Linked DNA regions of Rattus norvegicus: regions 2 and 3 are each linked to region 1. Evidence: chromatin contacts called from public Hi-C data. All regions are on one chromosome and are shown on one strand. Each heading gives the region's core, a stretch centred on a gene start, on an enhancer-like site or on the middle of the called end of the contact. The rest is flanking DNA. Distances are from core to core; before and after follow the strand shown. Region 1 holds the start of Ttpa (alpha tocopherol transfer protein). Region 2 holds the start of Rmdn1 (regulator of microtubule dynamics 1). Region 3 holds the start of Wwp1 (WW domain containing E3 ubiquitin protein ligase 1).

Region 1 (3,199 bases), core at 428-2,927:
CAAACACAAAAAAGAAAACTGGAAAATTAGTTTTAGATATCTAAAAATGATTAATCTCACTTATAACTAAATTAATATATATAATAAAAATACAAAACTATCTTCATGTAGCAGGCACAAATCTTATTTGATAACGCAGTGCACATAATAACAGAGAGGAAGAAACATCATTATGCAGTGTGCAATTCATCAGAGTGAAAACTCCCTGCAAAGGTTGTTCATTCCTCAACAGTAAAAATGCGGGCACCTTCCGTCTGCAACTGGTGAATTTACTCAATAAGGATACATAAGGATATGTTCTGATCTGTGTGTAGAGATTAAACATGAAGACAAACTCATATACCCACCTGCTGGTGGCATATTTTATACTGTGAGGCAGAAGACTGCGGATATAAAAAAAGAGAAAAATAGAGAGAAACACTAAATGAAGAGATGAACGGTGAGCATGGCAGCACCGGGTCCCCATTGCTGAATGTAGGGATGGAGGGAGCCTAATAGCACCTGGAAACAATCGCTAAAGCCACAAACACGGAACTGGTTAGATACCCTTCGTGTATTATTTATGTCATGGTTTGATAGCAATTCCATCAACATTCTGTGCAACAAGCAGTTGAGAAAAGCCAAATAAAAAATAAAAAACACAAACGCCTGTTTGCATGAGCAAAAAGCACATGCTTAAAGTAGTAGATGATACCACTCTTCTGGGTACTCACGGTCTAACTAAAGTTTGTGTTGGGAATTTTTCTTTTAGGAAATACTTTTGAACTTTTTACTGTTTTATATTGTTTGTTGTTTTTGCCATACTCGGTGATTATCCAATAAAATTAGTTGCATGAAAGAAGAGCATGTTGGAATTCCACAGCCTAAGTATTTTCCCTTGCAGAAAGGTCTAGATTAGTCCTTCGCTGACCACTGACTAGTTATCCCATGCCAACCAGAGCGCTTGGCACACCTTGTGCTAACATTCCAGGTTAATGTGCAATTTTCGAAACTACTGTCATGTCCTCACAGTTAGTGGACAGATAACAGTGCTGACCCCAAGAGGGACAAAGTCAAGGTCGCATCTCTCTGGCTCCATGGCTCTTTCTCAGTGTGGTGTGAAGACCTGAAACACAAAAGAATCGCCAGTCCTGCCCTGGATTTCAAAGGAACCAAACTGACTGTGCTGTCATTTAGCTCTATTAACATAATCTTTTTCAAGATGCCTTCAGATGTCCATTTTGTCCCCTCCTCTGTCCACTCCTGGAGTTGTCTCCTCAGGTGTGTAACACAGTTGAGCACCCCAGGAGGTCTCCACTTTGTTAATCGCGGGGACTCTAGTAGTCCTGGGGAGGTCCTCCACGGCAGCGGGAACCAGAGCATCGACGGGCGGAATCCCGGGTCTAGGCGCGCTTGCAGCCACACTGCCACGCTCGGTACGCGTGGATCCCAGCCCCGCCGCGGTCTGCCCGCCCGGGTTCACACTTACGCGCCAGGCCAGGTCCAGGTCGAAATCCCGGGCACGCAGGAATCGCAACAAGAAAGCGTCTGTGAGCGGCTGCGGGGTCTCTGGGACGCCCTCCTCCTGCGCCCGGCGCCTCAGTTCGGCCAGGCCCGGCTGGACCAGGGGCGAGTGGTCGGGCTGCTCGTTGAGCTGTTTTCCAACCACTGGCCCCGGCCGCATCTCTGCCATGCCCGCCGCGCTGTCCCGGCGGCAGGGGGAAAAATGTGGGCCCAGAGCCATCCTCCGCCCCCCGCCGTGGCCGCCGCCCCGCGCACACTCACCCGGTGCCGCCCGGATCTCCGGTGTCCCGCTGGTACAACCGCCAAGGAGTCCTCTTAAAGGAACGCACATGGTGCCCTCCGCTGCTCATCAGGGTAGCCGCAGCCAGACCCAGTGAAGGAAAGCCTCTAGTGTTGAACCCAAAGAAGGTGAAGTCACAGTTACTTGGAATGTTTCTAATCAGGCTGCCAGAGAACTTTTCTTTCCCTTTCCTCGTTGCCCTTCCCCCTCTGTTCCGTTTTGGAATCAGGAAACAAGGTAAAGAGGCTTTAAAGGGCTCTTTAATTAGTCTGGGTGTCAGACACTCAGGAACACCCTACCGCACCCCAACCCGATCCCTTCCTTAAGGCTGAGCTCAGGCCAGCTCTAATATTCTAACTAGTTTCCAAAATGCAATTCGAGGAAGCCACCTTCCGCAGTCTCGCTGCTCCTCCCCCCTCCTTGCTTCTCTCCAGGAAAATACTTTCCAGATCTTGGCATCTGGCTCTACTAGAGTCATATATACAAGGAGAGCGGGTAGGGGAGGGCACGTTTTAAACACTAATGATGCTTGTGTTTAGGCTTCACAGTCTCTCAGTCAAGACCCTTAAGTGATGGAATCTGAAGGATGTCAGGTGAAGAAGAGTAGGCAGAGATGACCCAGAAATCTGAACACATGGAGGTATTTTCCCCTTCATTCCCATCCATTAAAATTACCCTACACTTGAACTGCCACCTAGACAGAAGAGGAATTAGTTTTACGGACTCCGTTCTGTCTAGGTGGCAGTTCAAGTGTGCATGTTCACGAAACGCTGATTTCGCGAGTGAAACCAGCCTTAAAGGAACTCAGAGCAAGAATGTCTGACGGAGTGGTTCCTGGGTAGAGACCATGTTCTGATTATTGGTGGGTATTTTCAAAACAAAACTCCTACCTTGGAGACGTTTTCATTTTTGCGTGGTCTGGAGGGAAAAGCAACAGAAATAAATCTACATGGTGTAGGAGAACAATCTGCAAACAACAGGAAACAAGGCAAAGCTGATAGAGAATCCGCTGTGATATGTGAATTTCGGAATCACTAAGAGAGCTGGCCTGGGACGCTTGGGGCTAAGGGGCTGTGAGCTTTGACTTCTATGTTGAGGAGGGAGAAGGAACAGTATTACATAACCAGAATCTAATCAGAAAATTGTTAAAAGTCTCAAATCCTGGGATAAATGTCTAAGGTCCCTTTTAACATATCAAAGTGGACCTGTCCCCGAAGTTGTGCCAGCATCTCTCTGTCCCTCCACCTCCTCATTCCAGGGTATGGCAGGTGTGCTCTACCCTACCCTCTACCCCCACAACTCTCCAGCCTCACCTCTCCAGGGCGTGGGCCGCCCTTGCCTAGAAGCTCATCCCTATTCATCCCTATTGGTTACCTTTCCACCTTTTTTTTTTTTAACTTTTCGAATGTTACCACC
Region 2 (3,199 bases), core at 282-2,781, 430 kb after region 1:
CTGAGGAAAGTTAGCTGCAATGTCTGCTGGCAACAGCAGCATTGTGGAGAAACTATCTGCTTACTGCCACAAGAGAATGTGGAAACAGAACTTCCTCCTTCTAGCCTCAGAAACAGCTTTCAAAACAAAACAAAACAGAACAACAACAACAACAACAACAACAACAAAAAGCCAAAATGTACAAACAAACAAACCCGAGAAGCTGGAGAGATAACTCATTGTTTATGAGCACTACTAGCTCTTCATGACCACTGATATGGTAACTAGGCATGCATTTGGTACACATACATCCATGCAGGCAAAACACATAATACACATAAATTAAATTGAATTTTTAAAAAATGGAGAAAGGAAGGTAGGTTGTTGTTGAACTCTCATACCTGGAATACTAGGACTCAGAAGGCTAAGGCAAGAAAACTTGCATGTTAAACTCAAGGTCACCTAGGGAGGCCCTGTCAACACAAACAAGTAAATATTTCCACAAAACAAAACCCTGAGATGTTAAAGGAGACCTCAACAGTTGAAAGCTTGACTAAACCTCAAGAGAGATCTTAAGTTAGACACCAAGTTAAGCCATTCTAGATTCCTGACCTACACACCACAGATAGTAATTGTATAAAGCCGGTATTTGAAGGCAGTACTTTGGGGCTTAAAATAAAACAGTTAGGAGAAATATATCTTAGGAACAGATGCCATCCCATTTTAAGAATAAAGACAGTCCTAAGACTGACAAATAAAAACATCAGAACTGAGATAATAAACACACACATACACACACACACACACACACACACACACACACACACACACACACACACAAACAAGAGAATCTCAACAGCTTTAACATGTATTAAAAAACCAAAAAAATTCAAGGATAAGTACTGTACAAATAAATTCTCATATTTATTCAAAATTTCAAAGTTACATCACAAACATTTTTGCCTCTAGGTGTAAGGCAAAGGTTTATTGACATTGAACTTACTTTTTTAAAAACTTTATTTTGGGACAAGCACTCACTGAATCACCCAGACTAGCCCTGAACTGGCTTGACATACAAAGCCAACCTTGAATTTGCAATCCTTGGACTCTAGCGGCTGGAACTACAGCACTGAGTCACCGGTCAGAGCTGTCTGAGGTGACAAGCTGAGTCCAGATACCGTCGGTGGCTTTGCTGGAAGCGGCCTTCTCAACGGCCAACGTTCTTTCACCTTCCTGTTCTACTTTCGGACAGGAAGGGCAGAGAGGACGCACCCCTCTGTCACAAGGCCGTCGCAGAGGTTTGCAAAGCGGAAGCTCCAGGACCCTCTGGCCGGGATGCCCGACCTCCAGACCTGGAGAGGGGGGCACCCCCGACGCCCTGCCGAAGGTGAGGGCCGGACCAGGACAGCGGGTTACCTCGGAACCGCGGAATCCCCAAGTGCCACAGCGCCCACCGCTGCCCCAGCTCCTCGCCAGCTGACACACGCTCTGCTCCGCTCCGCGTAGCAGAGGGAGAAGACGCCACAGTCGCGAGGACAGCGCCATGACTGACAGCTTCCCAGCCTGACTAACTACTAGCTACCGAACTTGACAGAACGGGGCGGGGCGAAAGTCGACTCTGGAGCGGAGTTCCTAAGGCCCGCCTGCACCACCTCCCTCACTCCCTCAGCTTCCGGGCCTCGGTTTCCAAAGACCGGAAATAGCTCCGGGTGGGAGATGGGTGGTGGGGACCATTACGCATGCGCACAACAGGCTCAGACAAGAGAAGCGAGCCCTCCTCTGACTATAGGCGACCATCTATTGGTTATAGCTTTTGTGGAAGCTTTCTTTAAAAGCTTTTTTTTTTCTATAATGTTCTAAAGTCTTCAACAGTAAAGTGAACCTGACGCGTATGGTCCTTTTTGAAAATAAATAGATGCTTAAATGAATTAGATTGTCTTACATAAGGAGGAGAGTGGGGAAAAAAATCTAGAGCCTGGAGATGGTGGGAATTAAAAGAGAAGGAAAGCAAAGCCCGAAGAGGCTTAGTCAAGAAATAACAGAAAAAAAAGTCATACCATATCCAGAGTTCAAAGTGCTTCCCTAGCTTGCACGAAATCCTGAGTTCAGTTCTCTGCACTGTATAAGACTACAGTGGTAGCACATGACTGTAACGAAAGCCAGCATTGGAGAGGTGATCACATAAATCAGGAGTTCAAGGGCTATATAATGAGTTGGGTGCTAGCATGGAATCTGGGAGACCCTGTCTCAAAAAAGAAAAAAGTTAAGCTGATTGTTGTAATCCCATGATTTTAAAGATACCCTGAACTACTCAGTGAATTCCAGTCTAGTCTGAACTACTGGATATGACTTTTAGATTCTAGATTTTAAAAATTTAGATTGATACCCCAGTGCTTTCCTGGGTAGGAACACATTTAAAAACAAACAAACAAAACACAGGTTATATCCTAGAGAGAGAGAAATCAGATTTCAACTTAACTTACATTTATTGCCTTAAATTGTTTAAATACCCATTTGCTAAAGGTGCTATGTGATGTTGGGACCTTTTATGTCCTTTAACGATTATGCTATTATCTCATTTAATCACTGTTAGGTGTAGATAGTAACTGCAAGCTATAAATGAGAAAGATTTGCTTTAGTACAAGAACCACTCATGAGAAAAGGGATAGAAGAGATATTCAGGGCAAGCTTCCCAGCTGCAAAGGCATGAGACATTGCTTTTGGTAATATATATATATATATATATATATATATATATATATATATATATATATATATAATGTTCATTTCGATGGTGATGGAGAAATATGCCTATAAAGATTGCACTAAACTTTTGCAAATCCATAACACACACTGGTTTGTTTATAAGGAGGTGGGGGGCAGGAATCGGGAGTTGGAACTGGAGTGACAAGGGCTAACTACTGAGCACTCTCTTCAGTCCCCACATTCTAGTTCTTATTTGATACTTTATTGGGTTGGTCTCTCGTTGTCTCAAAGACCAACTATAAGTTTATGATGATAGCATACTCATGCATTTAGGCTATAACATCTTGCCCTATTTAATAAATATAAGAATTGTATTTGTCAATTTTTACACATTAAATACATGATAAAATACATTATATTTATAATATGTATATTCTCCTTAACTTTTATTGAATCCAAGTAATTTCCACAGAAGGAACCACTTTCCATATCTCTAATGCAAGCTAGTTCAATA
Region 3 (3,199 bases), core at 408-2,907, 310 kb after region 1:
GACACGATGGTTGGTGTCCACTGGAAACTTGACAGAATCTAGAATCACCTGGGAGACAGCCTGTTGACATTGCCTGGGAAGGATTATCTGGATTATGGTAACTGAGGTGGGAAGGCAAATCTGAATCGTGGGCAGGGTGGTTCCATGGGCAGAGGATCCTGGACTATATGCAACAAAATTGCGTGAGCATAACTCTCTCTCTACTTCCTGAGGTCTGGTTTATTGTGACCAGTTGCTTCAAGCTCCAGTCACCAGATATAAGCCAGCATAAACTCCATTTCCTTTAAGTTGTTTTGGTCCAGTAATTTACCACAGCAAGAGGAAAAGAACGAAGGCACACAAAATTGTCATGTACGTTTCGAGAGGTTTCTTTTCTTTTCCTTTCTTTCTTTCTTTCTTTCTTTCTTTCTTTCTTTCTTTCTTTCTTTCTTTCTTTTTTGCATCATGTGCTATGCCCCTAACTTATATGTAAAGTTAGGGACTAGTACCTAACGTGCCAGAGTGGAAGTGACTGTACATTTGTTCATTCAAATGGTATTTACTGAATCCTACAAATATTCATGGAGTCTCAGTGTTTGCTCTTCTTGGTATACTACTCTTTCAAAGGTTACAACAACAGCAGAGTGAATCAGAAAGGTGGTTTAAGGTTAACAAGCAATTTAGAACAGAAGTGTTGTTACATGGTGATTTTGCTGAGAACTTGTTACCTATGGAGCAGTGAAGTTAAAGGTGTTACAGGCAACAATGGAGTGGTCATCCTTGAAGAGAAACCAGGATTTCTGAACTTTTCTAACAAGAGAACTAGTCGGCTATGGGGTGGGTTTAAATAATTTGTGGTGCCTAGGTGAGGTGTTTAGGTAACTGTACTATTTGTGCTGGAAGAACTTTGTTCTTTCTCTGAAGTAAAACAGCGGGCCATATGGTGAGTAATGTGGTCATTACATTGCAGTGTGACCTTTCTCGTAACGTAAAACTACCAACAGCTCTTTTCTAAACTAGTTGACTCATTGTGTCATGGAGTCAAGAGACGCTACCTTTCAGAATTACTGTGACCATTAACTGTAGGAAAAAGGATATATGCACTTGCTCAATCAGTAGTAGCTTTGTTATTTGGTCACTGTGGTGCCAAGACAATTTCATTACCGACACAATGGTCTCCTGTGACCACTACTAGTGGACCCTAAATATTAAAGCGAGGTCAAGGAGCTTTCCTTCGCAGCCTACTTTTGCTGCGACGTGCTGAACTAAAGCACAGACGTGCCCGGAGGTTCTTCCCTGGGGTTATGCAGGAAGCTCTGCAGATGCCTGAACAGACCAGGTAGCTGCTGTTCAGAAGTCACCACCCGCTTCCCGGCGACTGCCCCGCCCCCTTTCCGGCCCTGGCCCCGCCCCCTCCCTCCTATTGGTTGGCGTGCCTCTCCGCCAGACCGTCGCGAAGACCCGGAGGAGTGGAGTCGCCCCGAGGCGAGCCGGGCGCGCGCTCGCTGCGCATGCTCGAGAGCAGCTGGATTCCCGGTCTGGACCGTAGGCTCAGAGCGGCTCCGGCGGGGAGGCGCGCCTGTGCGCGGCACGGGCGTCGCGAGTACGCTGCGCGCTCCCGAGGAAGGGAGGTGTAGGCCGGGGTGGGTGGGGGGAGGGCCGGGTGTCGGCGCGCTTGGCGTGCGGGATCGGAGTGGCTGCGGGCGGCCTGGGCTGCCCGGCCGACGCCTGCTGCGAGATGGCGATCTTGGGCGCGGAGGGCTGAGGAGGCGCCGCCGCGGTGGCCGCGGGCCCCGGGAGCCGCAGCTTCGCGCGGGTAAGCACAGCGGGGCTCTGGAGGGCGGCCGGGCCGGAGTTCGCTGGGGTGGGGTCGCCGGGCTTGCCCCGAGCTGGCCCTGGCACCGGCCTGTGCCGGTGACACCGGAGCCCGGCGAAGTGTCTGGGTGACTGCAGTGCTCAGGCTCCTGGCCGGCAGCTTGCTAGCGTTCCAGCTTCCCTGCCTCAGAACTGCTGCCCTGACTTTCACCCGGATCCCACCGGCGCGAGCCCGGACTCCAGCCTCAGCTTGTCCTTTTCTGACATGTTTTTAGCATTTAGCGTTTTTTCACTGACTCCGCACCTCCTCTCACCAACAGTCTCAATCTCCACCTTTGGTGACCTGGTAGGTTCAAGTGACCTTGCAAAATCTTCTAATCCTCGTCTCGTGATTTGGGCCCTTTTCCTTTAAGTCTTCTTTTAAAATTTAGTATTGTTAGGGTTGGTACTTTGCCGGTCGCCTTTATAGTCTTTAAATGATCAATTTTGTGGTTTAGGATTGTGTGGCTCTCTCCTTTCTTTACTCATCGGTTTGGAGTTGAAGTTCCTTTGCTCGAAGCGATTCCTCTTCATTATTGCCAAAAAGGTGTATCTATTATGCTTTTGAAATATTTTACTTTCCCACCATGAAATAATTCACAAATGTCAGGTATTTTTCTGTTAAATTTTTATCTTTTTGTGTGCATAAAATTGAATTTCTACTCTTAAAGTAACGGGGAAAAAATAATGCCAGAGTTATCTTCCCACTTCCCATTTGGTATTTTTTTTTTCTTGTTGAAATACCCAGTTCACAGTTGTCTGTAGGTTTCTGCAAGAGTTTTTGCTTGTGTATAAATCCACTTGACATGTCTCACCAAGTCTGTGTGCAACTATTAGTAAAACTCTCCTTTTAAGAAAGACATTCTTTCATTTATCTGACTTCCTTGAGCCATAAGACTATATACTTAAACTGACTGAAAATTACCATTTTTAAATAACTAGTTAACCTTTCAATTTCGAAGATAATGGCCAAGTGTTGGAGCTGTTGAAATTGAGATGCTTGAAAAATGTGGCTTAGCTCTTTGAGACATAGATTATTAACATTTCCAAACAGTTCTTCACATAAAATGTTGAGCTGCTTTTAAGACACTGTGCTTTTGAAACCCCGGACATGGCTGATCAGGTCTCTTGCCTTCAAAGAGATGGTAATCTCTTAAATTGGCTGAAATTTCTGTTACATCCTTGCACAGTTATTAAGCATCAACTGCATGAGAGAATGAGGTATTTGGGGGTATATGTAGATCAAATGATTAGCAGCTTCTGTCTTTACAGATTATGGAGGAGGTCTGTGTGTTGGATTATATACAGATGCTCCTTTCATGTTCTGGGGAATAAATGGCAGAATCTCACTACGTAGCCTAATCTA

The links. Hi-C and Micro-C count contacts between places; a contact is called where the count stands out from the background.
Region 2: a Hi-C map of liver shows a contact between it and region 1, with 2.7 times the contacts expected there. The contact joins the promoter of Rmdn1 here to the promoter of Ttpa in region 1.
Region 3: a Hi-C map of liver shows a contact between it and region 1, with 3 times the contacts expected there. The contact joins the promoter of Wwp1 here to the promoter of Ttpa in region 1. A contact is called at or near these places in 3 of 12 Hi-C or Micro-C datasets (the A7r5 cell line, liver and mammary epithelial cells).

Annotation. Positions count from the first base shown.
Region 1 is chr5:38,292,899-38,296,097 of GRCr8, reverse strand. Ttpa (alpha tocopherol transfer protein) reads right to left here and starts at 1,677. Exons shown (of 5, transcript NM_013048.3): 1 at 1,469-1,677. The coding sequence starts at 1,672.
Region 2 is chr5:37,865,623-37,868,821 of GRCr8, reverse strand. It overlaps Rmdn1 (regulator of microtubule dynamics 1), which reads right to left and starts at 1,531. Exons shown (of 10, transcript NM_001031663.1): 1 at 1,396-1,531. The coding sequence starts at 1,524.
Region 3 is chr5:37,981,201-37,984,399 of GRCr8, reverse strand. Wwp1 (WW domain containing E3 ubiquitin protein ligase 1) reads left to right here and starts at 1,657. Exons shown (of 25, transcript NM_001024757.1): 1 at 1,657-1,795.